Regions from separate parts of the Capsicum annuum genome. Here region 1 is linked to region 2. The links are chromatin contacts, called in public Hi-C maps. All regions are on one chromosome and are shown on one strand. Each heading gives the region's core, a stretch centred on a gene start, on an enhancer-like site or on the middle of the called end of the contact. The rest is flanking DNA. Distances are from core to core; before and after follow the strand shown.

Region 1 (6,187 bases), core at 2,620-5,119, 45 kb before region 2:
AGATTTTAACGAGGCACATTATCTATCAATTAGACATTCAAGGAAGAGTGTTATAAATATACCATATATAGTGAATGTCTACTTTACCATATATAGTGAATACCTACTTTACCATTTTGTATATGTCTATTTATGGAAAAGTTACAAACCCCAGGATTAGTTTAAAGAAAATATTTTTCAAAAGAACAAATGAATTTTATCAAAGGAACTTTTGATATAATTTGGTAAAAATTTTGTCATGTGATTGATTCGAACATTAAAAGCTTGAGTTGTGAAAATAATTTTTTGTAGAAATGTACGGAAAGACTGCATACAAGCGATCACTATGGTTAGACTTATTTTCGAACCCTGTATATAGTGGGAGCTTAGTACATCAGACTACCATTTAATTAAGTGAATTTCTCGCTTATTTTTTTGTATTTCGTATGTAAACAAAAATATATTATCCTCAAAGTATTTGTACATAAAATTCTATGAAAGGTAAGTAGGAGTATTGTGAGGGTTGGGGTGGTGGGACAGGGGCTATTAGAGGCAGCGTCAGGATTTCCACGAAGAGAGTTTAAGATTTGAAGAAAAACTAATAGTATAATTATCCGTCGAAGGGAATTCGGTGAACCCACATTCCAAAAGTCTGGTCCGCCCCGAGGGGCTACTGAAATGAGGGTGAAGATGAGGTATATTACAGGGTAGAAAAAACACAACCAATATGAAAAATGCCACTCGTGAAACTTATTAAAGTCATTTTCCTTATTTTTTAAGAAATTTATTTTTCTAGAAAAAATATTTTTCAAAATTTTGATCAATCAAACATGAAAATATTAGATATAACTTTTAAAAAATAATATTTTCCTATATACCGACCACACTCTTAATTTACTGCATTATTTTACGTGCAAGGTTATATCCCACATTTATGTGTGTGTGGTAGCATAACCAAATACAAATTCATGATTTAAAGTTTATAATTTTTATAACCACCTCAAGGTTAATATATAATATAACAATCAAATTTATACTTTATAGTCAGTATTACATCCATACAATAATTCTTTAGTTTGACTATAGTACAATGCAATATTAAAATACAGACAATCTCATTTATTAGCTACTGCGTCTTTCTTGTCAAAATATTTGTCACGTTGTATTTATTGAGAGTTAAATAATATAAATTTAATTTAATATTATAAAATATATTTTTTATTATAATAGTATAAAGAAGTTTTAAATCATAGTACTTTTCTTATAGTTTTTGAATATTTAAATTTTTATTTTAAGATATTTAATTAAATTTTAAAATTAATCAAATTAATTCTTAAAAAATCAACGTGACAGTAAGAAAATAATTATACATTATATATTTGTATTTGTCTTTGTATGCAATGCTAGCTGGCACATTTATATGTTAACTACTACATATGTAATTCAAATCTCACTTCCATATATATGGGGGAAATTTTTAATAGCATATATAATCAAATATTGATTTTTTTTTGTTTGAATGAGATTCTACTTGATTCAAATTTTTTTTTAAAGAAAATTTAAAATATAAAAAGTAATCACATGAAGAAGTTAAAGTGAACTCATGAGTGCTTATTAGTTATACATAAAAAAATATTTAATTTTATATATATAATATAATTTTTTAATGAAGCAATTTATTATATTAGTTTTAAGAGGGTTTAGATGAATCATCTTACGCCCCTTGTAGCTCCACCTATGTTTGCATGCACTTGTATCTGTTAAGAGTCTCGAAAGGGTCACTTAGTAACTCTAAGGTAAGGTTGCGTACAATATAATAGACCGTTGTAGTGGGGTGCTTCCCCGAACCCTGCACATAACGGGATCTTTAGTGCATCGGGTTGCCCTTTGAAGGGGAGCCTTGGAGTAACTGGTAAAGTTGTTGTCATGTGACCAAGAAGTCAGGGGTTCAAGCTTTGGAAACAACCTCCGACAGAATAGCAAGGTACGACTGCGTACAATACGCCCCTATGGAGCCCTTCCTCGAACCCTTCACATAGCGGGAGCTTTAGCGCACCAAGTTTTTTTTTTTTTTTTTCTTTTTGAAGTTATTTTGACAAACCGACCCCTAGATTGTAGTGAAGTTATAAACACTCAAATCATTTTTAATATGGTTTTGAGTGTTGAATATGAATTTGTTGTTAGAGAGCATTTTATCTTAATATGAAATATCACGGTGTAAATTTAAATTTAATCGAGATTAATACAAATATCGAACACATATAATATAATGAAAAAAGAAAAGATAATGGAGTGTACAATATCAATATATATTAAATGCAACATGCATGAATGTGTCTACTTCAATTGCAAAGGTGTTTATTGCCTTTACGCATAGGTGCACTTTTTGTCTTTATTTGGTTAAATTGTGAGATTACTTTCTAATTAATTAATCATGTAATTAGCCAATTATCAAACTGGAAATAATTTCTTTGCTATTAATTATGCAATGGCATGTGCTACGAGGATTTCTCTTTTAATGAATCTTACGATCAGAATTAATCTGAACTAAATATCAACATAACTAAAAAATTAATTATAATTTTTTAAAAAAACGTATATACAAATGGCATTGAGGAAATTATTAAAAAATAAATAAAACTGATTATTTAAAAAAATTATAAATTTTTTTAAAAAATGAAATAAATTATTAAAAAAATATTTTTTTAAAAAAAATAATTATTAAGAAAAATTATAACAAAATTTAAAAATAAAAATAAAAAATGGCGAGGATATAAATTATGAAAAAATAATTATAAAATTATTTTTAAAATAAAAATAAAAAACTGATTATTTAAAAAAATTATAAAATTTTTTTAAAAATGAAATAAATTATTAAAAAATTATTTAAAAAATAAAAAATTAATTATTAAAATAATTATAAAACTTTTTTAAAAATGACAATAAAAATGGCATTGAGGATATAAATTATGAAAAAATAATTATAAAATTATTTGAAAAATAAAAATAAAAAACTGATTATTTTTAAAAAAAATATATGATTTTTTTTAAAATGAAATAAATTATTAAAAATTATTGTAAAAATAAAAAAATAATTATTAAAAATTTTTTTAAAAAATTAAAATGAAAAATGGCATTGAGGATCCAAATTATTAAAAAATAATTATAAAATTATTTATAAAAATAAAAATAAAAGCCTAATTATAAAAAAGAAATTATAAATTTATTTACAAAATAAAGAACTAATTATTAAAAAGAAATTATAAAATTTATTAAAAAATAAAAATAAAACTCCCCCACCTATCCCCAGGCCCCCAGCCCCCAGCGTATTGTTTTATTAAAAAAAAAAATTGGGACCCCCTAATGCTTTTTTGCCTAATTATATAAAAGAAATTATAAAATTATTTAAAAAATAAAAAATAATTATTAAAAATAAATTATAAATTTTTTTAAAAAATAAAAATAATAATAAAAATCCCCCACGTACCCCAAGCCCTCTAGCGTATTATTTTATTTAAAAAAAAAATTGGACCCCCTAATGCTTTTTGTTTTATTAAAAAGGGTCTTTAGTGTATAAAAAAAATTGTTATTAAAAAAATTTTGGGGCCCTCAATGCCACTTAACATCTTTTTATTTGTAAATTAGTAAAAAAAATGCTCCTCACGCGCCTCCCACGTTGGCACTCCACGCGCAGTGCCACATAGGCAAAAAAGGTCCAATTGGAACAAAATGTAGGGGGTTTAGGGGTTTGATAGGAATAGACCTTAGTTTAGGTGTCTATGTGAATTTTGACAACAAGTTTGAGTGTGTATCAATGCCTTTGGCCTTAAAAAAAATAAAGAAGAAAGCTATGTTTTGTCATATATACATGTAAATCCCATTAGTGGTCCACCAAAGATTTTAGCCATAGGTCAACAATGACTTAATGGATAATTTGATTTTGACATGAAACCATTAACACCTAAACCACTCATTAATTCTTCTCTTTGCCTTTATTTCAAGCGGAGGTGGAGCCAGAATTTTAATTCAGGGATTTAATATTTGAAGAAAATCTAGTCGAAGGTGGGTCAACACCTACTATAAATACATAAAAAATAATTTTAATCATATATAAATAATATATTTTTTCGTCAAAGACAGTTTGGATGAACCCCTGCTAAAGGGCTGACTCCGCCTCTAATTCCAAGGGTGACACAAATACTTACACCTTTGTTTTCATTTTACTTGATTCATATTAATTTGACATTTTCTTTAAAAAAATATTATTCATTTTACTAAATTAACTTTATTGTAGCATGAGCCAATCAAAGATGAAAATAAGACAAACAATTCTTAAAATTTTTTGAATCCGAAAATCCAACACTCGCTCTAGAAATTCTTGTTTGACCTTCCATCCATACGCTCTGCATCAATAATAATTGAAGAGGGCCGTTAACCTTTATCAAAAGAAAGAAAAGCTATTAGTCGTTTTTCAATAGTTGATCGATAAAGCTCGACTGATTGAGACGAGGTAGATGCGACCTCAATCCACTTTAAGAAAAAGACAAGTACGATTACTCTGCTTTAGAGTAGATCCAGCTTTCCTTCGGTCTTTTGAAACTACTCTGCTTTAAAGTAGTTCTATTTAAATCCATATTCTTGTGATTTCTATCATAACGTTTACTAATTCGTTCTTTATAACATTCTTCAATGAATTCTTTTCTTCTTTAAAAGGATCAAGTTCAAGTTCAAGTTCTTGATTTGGCCGATAGAATTTTTTCACTTATTTGTTTAGTGTAGAAATTCATAGGTTAGTCATATCCGCTAAAATTATTTGCGTACAATCTCATCACGATCTTACAGGGGAGAGGGAGCAAATACCGTTTTTAGAAAAGCACTATACACACGTTTCAAGCCTTCAATTTTGTGTACGTTGTTCATATTAGGAAAAAGACTCAAATATGCCATTGAACTATCAGAAATGACTGATTTATGCCATCAGTTAAAAGTTCGGTTCATTCATCTCATCGGCGTTACAAAATTAGCTCATCCATGTCATTACTGTTTAATGTGGAACAGCTTTGCCACGTGATTATTTATTAGAGGTCCACGTCATTAATTAAAATAAAAAAAAAAGGCTCAAATATATCATTGAACTAACAAAAATGGCTCATTTATGTCATCAGTTAAAATTTCGTTCATTCATGCCATCGTCGTTACAAAACCAACTCACCCATGTCATTACTTTTTAGGGGTGGGTTTTCAAGAAAAGCTTTGTCACATGCCCTTTTATTATAGGTCCGCATCATTAATTAAAATAAATCAACATTAATTTCAAAATATCTTAAATTAGTTAGTATCGAAATTATTTATCTCGCCATTTATATCATAGTAATGGGATAAGTTATCCCATATACATGGCAGGATATAGCTGACTTCTTTAATTTTAAGTCGTTATTTGAAAATAATTTTTCAACAATGTATGCTCCCCTAATTCGTGATGGGAGAACGGAGAGATTTTATTGGTACACCTCCTTCTTTTCTAGCTTGAATTGATCGTTTATTGACTTCTTTTCTGGCAACTTCGGAATATCGTCATTGGAATTACAATTAATCAGTTACTGTATGATAGAACTTTTGAGGTTTCTGTTAAATATAACATTTATAATGATTTAGAATCAACAAGAAACAATCAAAGGATATACATTAATCACTATATTTTTTATCAGAAAAATAGTTATTGTTGCAGAAAAAAATACTTTAATGGACGTGGATTGGGCTTTGTTAAATGGTTTGGTTCTTTTTAATAGGTCTAAGATATCTTAAAATTAATGTTGATTTATTTTAATTAATGACGTGGACCTCTAATAAAAGACCACGTGACAAAACTGTTTTTGAAAATCTATCATTAAAAATAATGGCATGGATGAGCTGGTTTCGTAACGGCGATGACACGAATGAGCCGAACTTTTAACTGATGACATAAATAATTCATTTCTGATAGTTCAATGACATATTTGAGCCTTTTCCCTTCATATTATCAGACCTTCATCTTTAAATTCTTCTTTAATATTTTGTATTCTTGATACATATTTTTCCAACATCATTGGAACCAAATGAGTTCATTTGAATACATTTAAGTCTACAATATTTCAAGGTTTAATACCACATGAAATTGTAAGGATATATTTTGTTATGATGACTCAGGAATATAGGCTTACTTATTTAA
Region 2 (5,754 bases), core at 990-3,489:
ACTCAAAGTAAAGCTATATAATTTGAATACTTTAATATTAACAACTCCTTAATTTTAACTTTCCACACAACATATTTAATATATAAAATTAAAGATCATTTTGATACATTCAACATATCTTTAGTTTAATATTATAAGATTTAAAAATCTTTTTATTTTTTTAAAATTTCCTACCAAATTAAAATCGAACAAACAAATTAAATTAAAATGGATGGAGTATTAGTAGACTATATATAATGCACTTTGGAGGGTAGGTCTGGTGTCCCAAATTTGAACAATTAATTTAATAGGTTTCACATTTCAATTAATTTGCTTTTCTAGATAGACAGAAAATATATTTATCATTAATACATTGAATATCTACTTAGATAGTATGCATGATTATTGTCAATCGTTTCATTTAATTTATTGGATTTCTATACAAAATATTTCTATCAGATACTCTATTGTTCTTACATATTTGGACACTTAATTAATTATGTTGGAAAAACTTACCAAAAATTGAATATTTCATAATAAATTTATCTTGTAAAGTTAAACAATAGAGATTTATTTATTTATAAAAAAAAAATAGAATAGAGAAATATAAAGACATGGATCCAGCAAGATTTGAGCTGTATAGTATAAGTGCCCAAAGTGGGATTTTCTATCACGAATTCGAATAAATCAGGTTCTAAAAAAAGAAAATATATATATATATATATATATATATATAAAATCAGACATTAGGTAGGAAAATAAAATAAAAAATTAATAATTAAGTTGTTTCACATATCGAACTCAAGCTCTCATAATAGAATCTCACCACGAATTTAAATTAATTAAACTTCAAAATCGATATTAATCGGACATCGAGTCAAAAGCAAAATATAAGTTGTTTCATCATTTCAGGTTCAAGCACGGTGCATAAAGTCACCTTTGATAGAAACATTTGGATTAATTTTTTTTTTAGTGCAAATCAAATTAATCGAAGGACCTCAAAACGGATAGCAAACACCAATCTATGAGATGATTAAGGTTTTTTCATTCTTAATAAAACGTCTCAAATTTGAGCCCCATGATACGAAAAAGAATCAAGTTACCGTCAAATATGGGTCCTGCAATGAGTGATCCAAATTTAGTTATATCAATATGAACAGGGGTGAGATGGTTGAGGTCCCTCTGTCCTTAATCAAATATCAAGGACCCCTCGGCCAATCCTCAATCGACAGTAACTCCGTCCTAGCAAAGTGAAGTCTCTGCCCCTATCGCTTGATTGATCTGAACAGACACTTGCTCTTTCCTACTTTTAACAGAAGAATAAGAGCACAAATTATCCCTAGCACTATAATACAATATCTCCATATCTCTCAAAAAATGAGTTTGATAAATAAACTCGCGTTCGAGCCTTTGGAGATGAAAAGAATCATGTCTGACGTACCGGGCGCAAAAATGAATCTCACAATACGCGAGTCCAAATTTAGTCAGATTCCAATATGAATATCGAACACCGGCGCAGAGCGTACCCTTAGGTCAGGGGGTTCATCCGTGTTAGGATTTTTGCCTCGATTTTCTTACCAAATTTAACTTTTACTTTTTCCTGAAAGGAAAATAAAAGTAACCATAAATACTTTTACTTTTCCTGAAAGGAAAATATAAAACTTTTCCATACTTGACTAACCTCTTTGTTGGAGGAAAGATTTTGGACATCTATAAATAGAAAACCCCTCTTCTCATACAATAACACAATAGCATCCACATGTAGTTCTTTAAAAAGTCTTTGTTTAGGGAAAAATTTTCTCTCTCATTAATTTTTATGTTTTTATATTAGGTTTTATATGTAGGCCAATTGGCCAAATAATATAATAATATTAAGCTTTTTAGTATTATTTTATGTGTCTTCTGAATTGTCACCACAATAGTTTGCAGTTAATAGCTTCCGCATGACGCCCTCTCGATTTCGAAGCCAACAATCCGGAACCCCTTCGACAGAAAACTATACTATTTATATGTAGTTAAAATTATCTTTTACGTATATACGATAGATATTGAATCCGCTCGGTTAGTTTGTATGTTTACTTTTAAATCCCTTAACGAAAATTCTAAATCCGTCACTGATCGAACCGAAAATTTAAACATACACACTTTCTCTTTCTCTCTCTTTTCAACAATATCATTAATACCACCTCTCCCGCCATTAAATGCTATTTGCATCCTCTACATTAACTCCTTTTTATTTCCCATATTTCTTCTTATCTATCTAATTTTCTTCCTCTTTTTTTCTCCCATATTCTCAAGAAAAATTCTTCTTAAAAATTCTATCCCACAAGAAAAAGAAAACCTAAAAGTGGTCTGCTTTTTTAATTTTTCTTTTGGATGAAAAGTTAGATCTAAACCCTAAAACTTCAGGAGGATTTTATGTTCTTATATATACTTCACTTTCAAAGCTTCAAAGATTGTGAGTTAATTACTATACATAATTTCATCATTTCATGTATCTTCTTTTTTTCTTTTGAGAAATTATTAAATTTTACTTAGTCCAAAAAAATTCTAGTTTGTATGTTGTATAAGCATACAACTTTTTTTCAAAAATTTTTTAAAAAAACATTATATGGTCATAAATTGGACTGATTTTTTTATAAGATAAATTTCATGTTTGAGAAAGTGTTTTGACCTGTTTATTAAGTGATAATATTTTTTCATTACAAAATAATTCAATACATATTCTTTTCTTTTTTCCAAATCTGACACTTTTTTATGTTCAAGTGCTAATTTACTTTGACATATATAAATTTTTGCTTTATATTGTTTTGCAGTATGAAAATTATGAGTGAAGTTGGAGTACTCTATCGAAATATTCGTGGACATTATCTGAGGATAATAACTTGAGTAAGTAAAAAAAAAATATTATTTCGATTTTTATCTATGTTGCTAGAACTCTATTATAATTTTTTGTATCTATGTTAAATCTTTGAAAAAATACTATTTATTTTTGAAGAATTCGACACATCTAATCAAATTTTTGAAGAGTTGGATCAACGTAGCTTCTCATAGTGTCAACTCTTTCTTTGTTCTTTTCCTAAAAATTTCTCATTTTCAGTACTTTTTTGGGACACCAAAAGTCTTAGCAAGAAAAGTCATATTTTCTCATTTGTTATTTGCAAATTATTCCAAAATTGTTTTCTTCAGACAAAGCCCAAAAAAAAAAAAAAACACTCGTAGTTGTATATAAACAAGAAAGAAAAAAAATATTAGTCTTTTTTAGGTTTTTCTTGAAAATTATACTCAAATTAAAAAAAAAAAAGTTAAAAGTCAGTTTAACCATCATCACTTGACTAACTCTCCATATTCTATAATTTTCACGGTTCATATTTGTAGCCTATTTATTTATTTTATCTCCATATCTATTTTCAAAATCACATTCAGAATTTAAACATTATGAATTCTTATTTAGGATCATAAAAATCGTGTAATTTATGAAAAAATTCCTAAATTATTATTTTTCTTAATTTGTGTTCCTTTATATTAGTATTTACTATTTACCTAATGTCACATATATTTTTTGTTTTTGTTTTCTGGCAGGTAAAAGTTGAGAACTTAGCAAGAAGGATATTATTATAAATATTATAAGTGAAAATGTTTCAGCCAAATATGTTTGAAAGCCATCATCATTTACTTGATATGTCACATAATAAATCACCAGAAAATGATTTGGATTTAATTAGAGATGATGAATTTGAGAGCAAATCAATGGCAGATATTATGGAAAATAATCCATGTGGTGATGATAATGAAGATCCTAATCAACGTCCAAATAAAAAGAAACGTTATCATAGACATACACAAATTCAAATTCAAGAAATGGAATCGTAAGTTCTCTTATATACATCATCAGTGCAAAAAAAAAAAAGGTTTAATTTCCATGTTGTTTCGACATAGATTTTTACATGTATTCTAAAAAACAAAAAAGGTTTGTGATATACCTAAAATTTGATGAAATTTATTGTAACATGCCTCAACTATGCAGGAGTCCGTTGACACTCTTCGATTATTTATTACCGTATTTTTGTGGCATGTATTTGCCTAGTTGGACCCTGTGTGAATACACGCGCACATGTGCGTAAGGATTTAAAGTGATCCAGTTGAATAAATATATGCCGCAGAAATACGGTAATAAATAGTCGAGAGGGTCATAGGACCCGGTAAGGTTGAAACGTATTATAATAAGTTTCGTTGTAGTTTAAATATGTTTCTGACTCTTTTCCCTTCTAAACACATTGTTTGGTGATCTTTTGGTTAGTTTTTGAAGAGTTTGAAAATTTGGTTTTGACTACTTTTATTAAGTGAAATATATGTTTTCAAACACAATTTCAAATTTCAAAAAGTAAAATCGTAAGCATTCTTATATATTAGAATCTTATATATATGTTGACAGTGTTAAAAAATATTTATCTAACATAGAGATTTTTTTCTTTTTTCCGAAACATATTTTCAAAATAGTGTTTGATTATAAATTAGAAATGTTTTTTTGGTTAGTTTTTGAAGACGAGTGAAAATTTTGTTTCGACAACTTTTCTTTTTAAAATACTTCAACTTCTTTTTCTAGTGAACTACATTTTCAAACACAATTACAACAATTTTTAAATATCATTTTCTAACGTGAACTTTAAAAGCGCACATTTCAAAATTTTAAATACCGGGTAATTAATTCAATTTATTATAGACAATAAGATAGTATAAAAAAAAACTTTATATATATATATTTTTCCAGGTTTTTCAAAGAGTGCCCTCATCCAGATGATAAACAAAGAAAAGAACTAGGAAAAAAATTAGGGTTAGAGCCTTTGCAAGTGAAATTTTGGTTCCAGAACAAGCGTACTCAAATGAAGGTGACATTATTTTTCTACTTTCAATTAATTTTTCGAGTTAATTTCTTGAATAATCGCTTAAATTTTGGGATGCATGTTCTTTTAACCTTTATGTTGTATTAGTAACGTATCGTATTATTCTGGTTACATCTCACTTTATTAGTATGTTGATTTTAGACATGATACCTTTTTAGTAGTATTTTAATTTTATCATAGATTTATATTTCAATAATATAATATGTATATATTTTTTAACATTATTACTACTATTATTTACATATGTTTAACTTATTTTTAACTTTCATTTGTTTATTTGGTACGATGATGATATGAATCAAGCTTAAATGAAAAAATGATCAATGAGAATTTATATATATAACTAACCCCGCTGTTTTTTAATTATTTTTTAGTGAGATAATATTGTAATATTTTCTTTTAAAGTATTGCAGGTATATTGAAATTAAACTCTATTAAAGATTTATAAAGCATTAAATGCCTTCATATTTGACTTTGGAACTTTTCAAAGAACCATTTAAAATACCGGTTATGCTTAATTAAGTGGTCCATAATGGGAAGCTTATATTCGAGTCGTGGAAGCACACACTAATGCTTGTATTTGGGTAAACTGTCTGCATCACATTTTTTATCTCGCGACCCTATATATTCTATTTCTTGTGTGAATGTAGAATATTTTGTCCATTGATCTATCCTTTATAATTAATTAAGTGGTACATGATGGGAACCTTATTATTCGAGCCGTGAAAGCACAAACTAATGCTTGCGTAGGGTAAACCGTCTGAATCACAACTTTTCTCTTGCGGCCTTATATATCCTAGTTCTTATGTGAATGTAAAATATTTTTGTCCACTAAACTATCCTTTATAATTAATTAAGTGGTCCATCATGG

What was found. Hi-C and Micro-C count contacts between places; a contact is called where the count stands out from the background.
Region 1: a Hi-C map of leaf shows a contact between it and region 2, with 2.6 times the contacts expected there. The contact joins the enhancer-like site here to the promoter of LOC107868290 in region 2. A contact is called at or near these places in 3 of 5 Hi-C or Micro-C datasets (bud, leaf and placenta).

Annotation. Positions count from the first base shown.
Region 1 is chr4:10,921,358-10,927,544 of UCD10Xv1.1, reverse strand. No RefSeq gene overlaps it. Among protein-coding and RNA genes, the nearest start is that of LOC107869832, 17 kb to the left of the region's middle. Within about 2 kb of position 3,869, at least 3 of the 5 cell types and tissues checked have an H3K27ac peak or open chromatin away from gene starts, as enhancers often do. A contact at or near this core is called in leaf, where this site is marked.
Region 2 is chr4:10,875,420-10,881,173 of UCD10Xv1.1, reverse strand. LOC107868290 (homeobox-leucine zipper protein MERISTEM L1) reads left to right here and starts at 2,239. Exons shown (of 14, transcript XR_007054409.1): 1 at 2,239-2,437; 2 at 2,796-2,868; 3 at 3,562-3,848; 4 at 4,751-4,868.